Regions from separate parts of the Mus musculus genome. Here region 2 is linked to region 1. The links are chromatin contacts, called in public promoter capture Hi-C maps. All regions are on one chromosome and are shown on one strand. The core of a region is the stretch at or near the end of the contact, and the rest is flanking DNA. Distances in the headings are between cores, read along the strand shown.

Region 1 (5,492 bases), core at 1,866-4,365:
GTGTCACCATGGCCTGGCAGAATTCTTATCTGCTGCCTTTTGTCCCTCAGATTGACCGCTTACACCACAGCAGGACGGAGTTGCTGCAGGAGACAGTCGCAGCTCAGATGAGACTAGAGAGCCTTTCTGAGTGTTAACTTGGCTCGACAGAAAACATAAATTTTCCAAATGTATTACATTTTAAAAAATGTTTTCTGTTCTGCAGTAGGCACAAGCCTGTTATGGTATAAAAACTACAGAATGAACAGAAAATTTCACAGTCCAAATGTGCAACTCTGAACAAATTTCCCACTTCCTGCAGCCTTTGGCTAATCCCTCCCTCCTGAGTCCCCAACAAAGCCTGCCTGTTAGTTTCTCTGGCCAGGAGCTCTCATTTCCATGTAAAATTCTAGAAGCACTACATTCCACTGCACGGCCTGTGACTACCTGAGCACCTGGTATTCCAAAGAGGTTCTCCAAGTTGCTAAGACCTAATTTATTCACCTCCCATGGCTAACTTTATCCCAACTATGCCCATGCTGACCACCTACAACCAAAGGTCCTCACTGGGAAAACAAAATCCAATGATTTTAAATTCCACCAAGTACCTAATCTATTAGCTCAATAAAACACTCAATGATGACTTCTGACTCTAAGAACAGGGGCACTACCTCAGTAAACTGTGACTTGGAATTTTAAGCCTGGTATGACATTATACAAACACACTTTTCACTTTCTGTCTATATATAGTCATATTTTGCTTCAGGGAGGATTTTGTTGGGGAAGGGCAGGTAGAGCTGATTATTAGAATAAATATCTAGCTGACATAAATCAGGAAGTAGAGATATGCAGAATCATTCTAAAATGATAATTTAAAAGGTTTTATTAATGGGGCTGGAGAGATTGCTCAGCAGTTAAGAGCACTGTCTGCTCTTCCAGAAGGCCTGAGTTCAATTCCCAGCAACCACATGGCGGCTCACAACCATCTGTAATGAGATCTGATGCCCTCTTCTGGCCTGTAGGGATACATGCAAGCAGAGTGCTATATACATAATAAATATATAAATCTTTAAAAAAAAAAGTTTTTATTAAGCTAAGTGGTGGTGGCCCATGCCATTAATGCAAGCACTTGGGAGGCAAAGACAGACAGATATCTATGAGTTCGAGGCCAGTCTGGTCTACAGAGCAAGTTCCAGGACAGCCAAGGCTACACAGAGAAATCCTGTTTCAAGAAACAACAACAAAGAGAGAGAGAGAGAGAGAGAGAGAGAGAGAGAGAGAGAGAGAGAGAGAAGTTGTTTTATTACATACAAATGAAGCCTATATAAAAGTATAAATGCTATAGATTAGCCATCCATAATACCCCAGAAGCATATGGAGTATTAAATACTGGGCCTAAGAAGTTAGCAAACCCCATTTTAGGGAAGATACGGTTAGGGAATTCTACTAATAAGTTCTGACATCTCAAAAGGAGGAGGAGTGTTACACTCCACCGGAATGCAGCTATTCATTTTACACCAGGGTTTTCCAAACTAAGCTTCATCGTGAAGCACACGTGAATGAAATCTCCAGAGAGGAGGAAACAGAACACACCTCGTACCCTTAAACCACCCCAGGCAGCTTGAGGCTGGCTCGTTAGACACAGGTGACCTACATTTGTGTCCGAGGCCACATATGTGAATACTTATCTACCGCCCTTACCTTAAGACTGTCCTGGCTATATTAATTGATAACAACCAAGTCTTTGAACAAAAAAATGACTACGTAACTAGCCATTCCTCCATCCTCCAAAAGAGGCTTCAACTCTAAACCGCAGAATGAGGAATATGTTTTGTTAATAGATTTAACAATCTTGCATCTGGGTTTGTTTTTTTTTTTTAATTAAGTTTTTAAAGTGTTCTCTGAAATATCCCATATGTTCCACGGCTAAGAACACTTTGGTTAACATTTGGTAGAGTCCTTCATCAGCATCCCACAGACAAAACAGAGGTGCCTGAAAGAACAAGAGGCACGATTCATGACACCCCGGATCAATGAACACCATGACGTAAGCCTGCACAACTTTATAAACCGCAATTATGAAAAACTCATGCCCTTTCCACTTAGAGAACATAAATATTTCTTTTATACAGCTTACATAATTTCATTGTCTAGTATGTGTTATGATTTACACTCAGGGGTTAATGGAACCTATGTCACCATAACCTGTTAGTAAAACTATTCTTTAAGCATTTGGAAGAGAAAGGAGCCTGAACCACAGAGCGCGTGTTACATGATTCTAAATTTAGATTTTTACATTCAAGTGAATAACCATGTCATTCTTTTATCTTTTACTAAATAATTTGTCGGCAGCAAAAAGCACAACAGCAAAATAGATGGCAGGCTCGAAGAAGATAACATACCATCTACAGCTATTTCCGAATTCTAAATGTAAGCCGTGAACCCGCTCCTGAGATCACAACGCTTAGAGAAATAAAAGCGGGCGCGGGAAGCGTACCACTGCCACCACTTAACGCCAAGCCTTCCAGACATCACCTGTCACACCTGGAGGGGTCCGAGACCCCACCTGAGGTCGGGGAGGGGATCCCACTCGCCGCTTCCATGGGATGGAGGAAACCCAGGCCTGGGAGGAATCCGGGCTCGCTCCCCCCGTACCTCCCGGAACATCTTAGTTCCCCGCAGGCAAGCGGCCCCCGCCCTACCTGCCCCGCGGCGGCGCCACCTCCAGCCCCCCAGCCCCCCAGCCCTCCAACCCTCCAGCCTTCCAACCCTCCAGTCGCGGGATCCTGCCCGCAACTCTTGGTCTCGGTGCACGCGCACACAGCACTGCACTTTCCCGGTGCTCCGGGACCGCCCGAGGCTCCAGGCCAACCACCGGGAAGGAGCGCAGCACCGAGGGGCTGCGGCTGCGGCGAGGCGCGGAGGGCGGCCGGCCCGCGCCCCGCTCCCGGTTCCGAGGCCCGGTGCGCGCGCGATCGGACGGCGGCCTCGGGACGCCCCGCCTCAGCCACCAGCAGGTGGGTGTTCCGCGGACCCCGCCGTACTCCTCCTGGCCGCCCCCTGCCCGGCGCCCCGCGCTCCTCACCTGCCGCGGGCCAGGGCGCTTCTGCCGCGGCCGCCGGCGTCGCTGCTGGAGCCGCCTCCGCCGCCGCGGGCCGCGCGCCCCGCCCTCGCCAGGGACAGCCCCTGCCCAGCCCCCGCCCCAGTTCCCGCCAGCCATTGGCCGCCACTTCCCTAAGCGCCCCGCCGCCGCTGCCAGTGGCCGGCCAGCCTGTCACTCAACGGCGCAATAGAGCAGCCTATATATTTCTCCCCAGCCCCTTTTTGCATCGGTGTTGCGGCCGGGGCTGGAGCGCAGCCGCCACATCTGGCTTGTACCCTCCGGCCTGAGCGCATGCAACCTCGGGAGGCAACAAAGGCCCCAGTGAGCCCACGGAATACAACCTGGTCACCATGGCCTTTCCTCCTAGCTCTGGGTCCCATCTTCTGGCGGTCCAGGCGCGGTGACAGGTCCTGGCTCTAATCCAACCATAGCTTCCAAGGCCCGCTGTTCCAAGCATTACACTGCCAGCATCAGTGAGGAGCATCGTTATCCTCCAGCTTCCAGGAGGAGGCAGAGACGCAGGGAGGACCATTTGGAGCAACTAGAAGCAACAAATATGACTAGGGTTTAAAGGCACACCACTCAGTGCTAATGTCCCCGATTTTTCTACTATGCAGTGTTAGTCTTCCCTTCTCTCTTGAGCACGTGTCAGATGACCATTTCTTAAAGTTTAAAACTGGTTTCAGATCGAAATGGATGGACATCTATAGAAAACGTGAGTGGCCTGCCCCTGTGCACGTTATCTGTTAGCTATCAAGCCTGGCATATATTAAGATCTTTAATTGCTTCTTACCATAATCCCGGCAAATCTTTAATTGCTTATCATATATGTTAATCCCCATTTCTCACAGATGAGCTTAAAAGGTTAAAGAGTTTACCTGTGGTTACAGAGCTAATAAGATAAGAGATGTGTCTGTCCTCCCTGTTACCATAATCCTCCCAACAACACTGCAAAGACATACAAGAAATCAAAAAACTAGGAAACAGCCTTGTTCCTGGCAAACACCAAGGCAATAAATATCTGGATCAGAAGACGACAGTAATTCAAAAATAGAAAACTCTAGTATACAACATCGGAATGAGGGGTTTTTGTTTTTGGGGGGGACGTTTTTTTTTTGTCTCAAAATTAAGTGTTTAATAATTAGCTATTATATTTATAGGTTTCTCAGCTCTCCTGTGGTGAGATTTCTCTCCGTTGTTCCTAAGCTGTTTTCAAAATCCCAAAAGAGGCTCACAGTCTTCTTCCCCCAGCTCTGCACCAGCCGGGGTATGGGAGAAGCATGATAAACCCAGTGGCAGCTTTGCTTTCTACTTTGGGGGGAAATAGAGCTAAATTCCCTGTATAACTGTGCCTAAAACATTGACAGTTAGCAACCCAGCACTAGACTTCAAGATGGACACAAGCACTATAGATGGAACCCCTACCAGACACAGCGTCTGAAACACGGTTGGGGTGAATTGCTAATTCTCCTGTCAGCATAGACACACCAGGCCTTGCTACCTTTCTACTGTTCTGAGTGTCAGATCAGTTCACAGCTTCAAGCAGAGGAAGAAAATACTCGACAGGAGAGAAACAGCCCTTGAGCTATGTTAGGGTCAGCTAAAAGACTGAGCAACACAGACAGTCATTTTTCCGATATCCCAATGTTATACAGAGAGAAACTAGAGAATTTCATGGATACAAATAGTTATTTAGGCAACTAACCGCGATTAAACCCAATTCTCCTTAATTCAGAGACTTCTGCTTCTCTGTTTCCATTTTCACCTTTAGCAACCCACCAGCTATCGGATGACTGAATGAATCTTAAAAAGACCTATTTCCGCTTTCTCTATTTTTTCCCCCCTGGTAAAGGAAGGGAATGAGAGTGTTCACAGACATTTTCTAAGCAAAGATCAAGGTCAGATGAGAGGAGAAAAAGGAAAAGATACGATGTGGGTACGGACTGGAGTGGTACCTTCAGGAAGAGTACATATTCAGACTCTGTAAACAGGGAAACATCAGAAGTTAAAAGAAGCAATAGACATCCATGAATTGAAGACCTTTTATAATATCTTCTGTGCATTTATTCAGTGTGGGGTCACAAGCATGCCAAGGCACTCACACAGAGGGCAGGGGGCAACTTGTGGGAGTTTGTGCTGTAGAGAACTAGGGATTAAACTCAGGTGGTCAGGCTCCACAGCAGGAGCCTTTAAAGGCTGAGCCATTAAAAACACAAAGAGGTAGAGGGATGCCTTTTTCATTCTTCATTGCCCTTCATCTGGCAGAAGGACAGTTTTTCTAAGAAACTTTAGTCCCTGCCATGATTAAACTTGTCTCTATTCACATTGTTGAGAAGAAGCTGTGGCATTCAGTTGGTTGAGCTAAGAAACTGTGATGGTTTGAAATATGCCTGCTCAGTGTGAGTTAGAG
Region 2 (5,315 bases), core at 1,961-4,460, 350 kb after region 1:
AAAGTAGCCAAGACTGACCTTGAACCTCTGACCTCCCAAGTGCTGGGATTACAGGTGTCTAACACCATGCCCAGTTTTATATAGTCCTGAGAGTGAAACCCCAGGCTCTGTGCAGGCTATATAAACATTCAGCCAACTGAGATATCCCCAGAGCTGTAGCTCCCTCCTCCTCACCCTCTTCAGCTGAGGAGCTCAGAATGCTGTCAGTCATTCTTGATTCTCCCCCTTCCTTTCTTCCTCCTTCCTACCCCTTCCTCACCCACAATGCTTTAGGTATAATCATTCTCATTCATTACTGGCTTTATCCTTTGTGTATTTCCTCTGAACAATGAACATCTCCTCTCTTCTCTTGGATATGGTTTGAGTGTACCCCCTCCTTCAAAGGTTCATAAACAGGAGGCTGTGTGTGTCCTGTGTGACAACATTAAGAAGCACAGAGCCTCTGAGTGGAGAAGGGTCACTGAGGTGCCGGCCACTGCAAGGGATTGATACAGCTCCCCTATTGCCAGTTATCTCCCACAAACAGTGTTACAGAAGCACAATACAGGGGCCAGCAAGATAGTATGGCAGGTGTGATGGTTTGTATAAGCTTGGCCCAGGGAGTGGCACTATTTGGAGGTGTGCCCTTGTTGGGGTAGGCGTGACCTTGTTGGAGTGGGTATGTCACTGTGGGAGTGGGCTTTAATACCCTAGTCCTAGCTGTCTGGAAGTCAGTCTTCCACTAGTAGCCTTCAGATGAAGATGTAGAACTCTCAGATCCTCCAATACCATGCCTGCCTGGATGCTGCCCTGCTCCCACCTTGATTATAATAAACTGAACCTCTGAACCTATAAGCCAGCCCCAATTAAATGTTGTCCTTTATAAGAGCTGCCTTCGTCATGGTGTCTGTTTGCAGCAGTAAAACCCTAACTAAGACCAGGTTAAGGTGCTTGCCACTAACTCTGAAATCCTGAATTCCATCCCTGAGACATAAATGACAATGAGAAGTGACTCTGCCAAATTGTTCTCTCACCTCCAGAGATATACACTGTGGCCTTCCTTTTTTTTTTTTTTTTTTTGCTAATCATAGACCTTACGGGGGCATTTTCTCAATTGAGTTTCCCACCTTTCAGGTAAATCTAGCTTGGGTCAACTTGACATAAAACTAGCTGCCATGCCTGGGGAGGAGAGCACTAGCTAACACTGACAGTACTGATACTTGGTAAGTGCTGGATAGTTTTATGTCAACTTCACATAAGCCTAAGTCATCTGAGAGGAGGAGGGGACCTCAATTAAGAAAATGCCTAGCTGAGCGTTATGACACATGTCTTTTTAATCTCAGCACTTAGGAGACAGATCTATGAGTTCAAGGTTAGCCTGGTCTACAGAGAGAGTTTGGATAGCTACGGCTACACAGAGAAACTCTGAGGAGGGGTGCCTCCATAGGTTTGGCCTCTGGCAAGCTTGTAGGGTATTTTCTTTATTGGTGATTGATGGAGAAGGGCCTAGCCCATTGTGAATGGAGCCACCCCCTGGCTGGTGGTCCTGGGTTCTATAAGAGAGCAGGCTGAGCAAGCCATGATGAACAAGCCAGCCTGCAAGCAGCACTCCTCCATGGCCTCTGCATCAGCTCCTGCCTCCAGGTTTCTTCCCTGTTTGAGTTCCTGTCCTGACTTCCTTCAATGATGTACTACAATGTGGAAGTAAATAAGCCCTTTCCTCCCCAGCTTACTTTTGGTCATGGTGTTTCATCCCAGCAACAGAAACCCTAACTAGGACAGCAAGCTAAAAAAAAAAAAGAGAGAGAGAGAGAGAGAGAGAAAAAAAAATTTTTAAGTGGAGGTATTCTCTGTGGATAGATAAAGCTGCTCCCAGAAACACAACTTACTAAACAAATAAATAGGAAAAATAAATAGATAGATAGATAGATAGATAGATACACCCCAGTGCTGAGAGTGGGCTGTGAGTTCCCCCCAAACAATACAGGATTGCCCCTGCTTTTGGATGTCCATCAAAACTCATTCATAAGACCCTATTGCTAAAGATGCCACATGCCTTGACCACAGGTCGAGAACAAACTGGAGCTGGTTGAAAGCGTCCTCCTTGTTGGATAGTACCACGGTGTTGGATGGTGCTACTCAAGCTGCTGGGGGAGAAATGTCTTACTCAGCCACTCCCTCTGTTAAAACCAACCATCTGGGAAAGATGAGCCCATTGGCGCAATCGTGGTAAATGTGGTACCCAACTGCTTTCTGATTGGATGTGAAGTCTGCTTGACAAGAGGGACTCTCATCTGGTACTTTATACCTAACTAAAAATCAAGACTGTGGCGGTCCTAGGCCCTAGGGGCCGTACTACTACTGCTGTAGTTTTATTAAATCAACATGATGTATCTGCCAAACTGCCCTCTACCTCATTATGTTTATGCCCATAGAGCAGTGCTGTAGTCCACATGGTCAGAGAAGCCTCTTCCACCAGTACCGGGTAGTGACTGCAGAGACTGACAACTGGTTGGTGCACATAGAATAAATGGCCGTGGAATGCACCCCCATCTTGAGAATGAATATATAATCATTGATGGAGGAGGGAGAGACAATTTAGTCAGTGCTGTAGTCGCTGGTAACGTGCACATAGCTCTGTAAACAAACTTCCACCCTAGTGAAACTCAATGGATCATAGTTGGGGTGAGGGCAGGAAGGTGAGCCAGAGGAAGGAGAAAAATCATGTCACAAACTGACAACAACGAAGAATAAAATTGATTCAAACGCAAGACCTATCAAGCCTTATAGATTATATTTGGTTATGCCTCTTATGGTCCTTAGCGATAACATCGGTCTATTGCAAAGGCCACCACCTCCGTTGTCCTGCAGATTATCAGAATATAACTCCTGAATTTGAATGCTTCCTGGTAGTTAGTAAGTTTCGTTTTCTTAAGTTTCCGCTCAGTCCCAGACAGAGCGGAAACCGAAACTCGCTCACCTTTCAGAACCTGCAAGAGCATGTCAATCCCCTCCTGGTAACACACCAGAGCCTGCTGGTACCGGGACTCTGCATCCAGCTCTACTGCCCGCTTTAGTACCGCCACCGCCGCAGTGCTATCGGAATCCTGTCCCAGGCTGGACTTAGCCATCACTGTGACAACTCCTGGGCACCGCCAGCAAATTCCAAGAGCTGACCCACTGCGCTTCCAGGAAGCGCACGCGTGACGCCGCTGCGCCTGCGCTGTCTTCTATGGCGCGTTGTGAATGGGCCGGGACAAAAAAAAAAAAAAACCTTTCCCGGAACCAAAGAACCGTACGGTCTGTGACGGCAACGGCGTGGTTTGAATGTTGCACTGGGTCCACCTGCCTCTGTTCCTCTCCTTCCGGCTGCGGGGACGTTCGGAGTGGACACAGCGGTCGCCGGTGAGTGCGGTCGTGGGAGCTAGAGGCTCTCTCTGCAGTTACGAAATGACTTTCTTTCTGTTTCGAGTTGGAGGTCCCGCAGACCTATTTCTTGATCTTCTGAAAGCAGCCAGGTTGTCACTTTATTCGAGTCGTGCTGCGACGCGCGTGTCTCTGAGAGTCTCACTCGTGTAGATCTAGGTCCGAGCCATCCAAGCGTCAGTGAAATTTATTATTTTTTTTTAAGAAGGCAAAACTTGCTTAATTTTAAGATGTTGCGATTTTAGAGTGCTGAGTTTTTGGAGTTGCTGTTTATTAAAGACAGTGATTTTGCAGGCCCCTGTGATTGTCACTTGTTAAAGCAGCTGCTTTTGGTGGCTGAGAGGCCGTTATGACGGCTGCCTACTACCTTTACGTCCTGGGAATTCGAAGAAGAGAGACATTTGTTGATTTCAGAGAACGCGGTTGATTGCACGGGAAATTCAGTGTTCTGTATTTTCAGGAATGTTCACTCCTCGTTATAGATATATACCTTGACCCTTTAGAAAGAGAAATTAATTAAAGAACCACTTACGAGCTGGTGTTGTAGTTTAGGGGTAAAGAGCTGTTTACGTGCATAACCATTGTAAAAAAGCAAAACAACAACAAAACTCCAGCAAACCTTTCGGGGTGAGGGAGAGGAAAAATGGTTTTGGCAGCCTTTTGTTTTTCTGTGTATACTCATATATTAACATATTAGAAAATAGAAATAGGTTATATATCCCATGTGATAAATGGTATTTTTCAGTTTATTTTTATGTGTATGGGTGTTTTGCCTGTCATATCTACACCATGTGCGTGTAGTGCCCATGGAGGCCAGAAGATAGTCAGATCCCCTGGAACTAGATAGAGTTAAAAAAACATTTGTAAGCTTCCAGGTGGTCACCGGGAATTAAATGTGGGACCTCTGGAAGAGCAGCCAGTGCTCATAACTGCTGAGCCATGTCTCCAGCCCCATTTTTCTGGTATTTGCAACAGTACAGAGGAAAGTTGTTGTACAGTAGATGGCAGTATAATTGCTTCAAGGTCCAAAAGCTACGCACATAAGAATAATGCCTACTGTATTGAAATGAGTTGCAGCTCAGAGCACTTATATTCTGTATGCAAGGCTATGGGTTCAATCCCCAGTACCTTCCCTCACCAAAAGGAAAAACAACAACAACAAAAAGCAGTTTTGATGGTGCTGCCTGCTTATATCTGAAATTAAACTTCAGCAGAGAATCTTGAGTGCCGAAGCTGCTTTGAGAGACACATCTATGACTTGAGCAGATCCAAACCAAAATATAAAGTCCTTGTCTTCTGGCACTGTCCCGTGTACAGAGTGGAGACAGCCACTAAATGGTAAACCAGCAAAGTACAATAGAACACGAGTACTCAAGTAAGGCAAGGTGCAGAAGTGCTGGCAGGGCTGTGGCTGCGAATGTTAAGCTGTTTGGTGGAGGTAGTCCTCATTCAGGACTGAAACAGCGTGATCCAGGTAGACCTGTTGACAAGAGAAGGTTTGAGCCAAAATAGGGAGAAGACCTCCAGCTTCAACTAGGTGTTGAACCCAGAAACTCATGCATGCCAGGTAAGCGTTGTACCTCTGAAACATATTCCTAGTTCCAGCTTTAATTTTTTTTAATTTATTTTTTAATAAATGAGCTTTTAGCTTTAGGCAATTTTAGATTTCAAGAGAAGTGGTGAGTGAAGCTTAGTACAGGGACCTGTACCTTCCCTGCTCAGTTTCTGCCTTTATCATCAAATATTAGTGTAGGGTGCTCAGTGCAGCTGCTGAACCAAATTGGTACGTTATTAACGTCATTTGCTTTATTAAGACAGATTTCTTTAGCTTTGTTGGGTGTCCATGTCCTATTATATTCCAGGATCCAACTCAGACACCAATGTAGTGTGTATTGTATATAATGATGATT

The links. Capture Hi-C pulls out chosen DNA fragments and counts their contacts.
Region 2: a promoter capture Hi-C map of adipose tissue shows a contact between it and region 1. The contact joins the promoter of Mitd1 here to the promoter of Mgat4a in region 1. A contact is called at or near these places in 1 of 39 promoter capture datasets (cranial neural crest), 1 of 484 Hi-C or Micro-C datasets (the G1E-ER4 cell line), 1 of 115 datasets of contacts at active chromatin or transcription factors (bone marrow-derived macrophages) and 1 of 9 other capture datasets (adipose tissue).

The regions. Positions count from the first base shown.
Region 1 is chr1:37,537,901-37,543,392 of GRCm38.p6, forward strand. Mgat4a (mannoside acetylglucosaminyltransferase 4, isoenzyme A) reads right to left here and starts at 3,116. Exons shown (of 16, transcript NM_173870.3): 1 at 3,065-3,116.
Region 2 is chr1:37,887,201-37,892,515 of GRCm38.p6, forward strand. It overlaps Mitd1 (MIT, microtubule interacting and transport, domain containing 1), which reads right to left and starts at 3,211. Exons shown (of 7, transcript NM_026913.3): 1 at 2,960-3,211. The coding sequence starts at 3,110. It overlaps Mrpl30 (mitochondrial ribosomal protein L30), which reads left to right and starts at 3,277. Exons shown (of 6, transcript NM_027098.3): 1 at 3,277-3,384.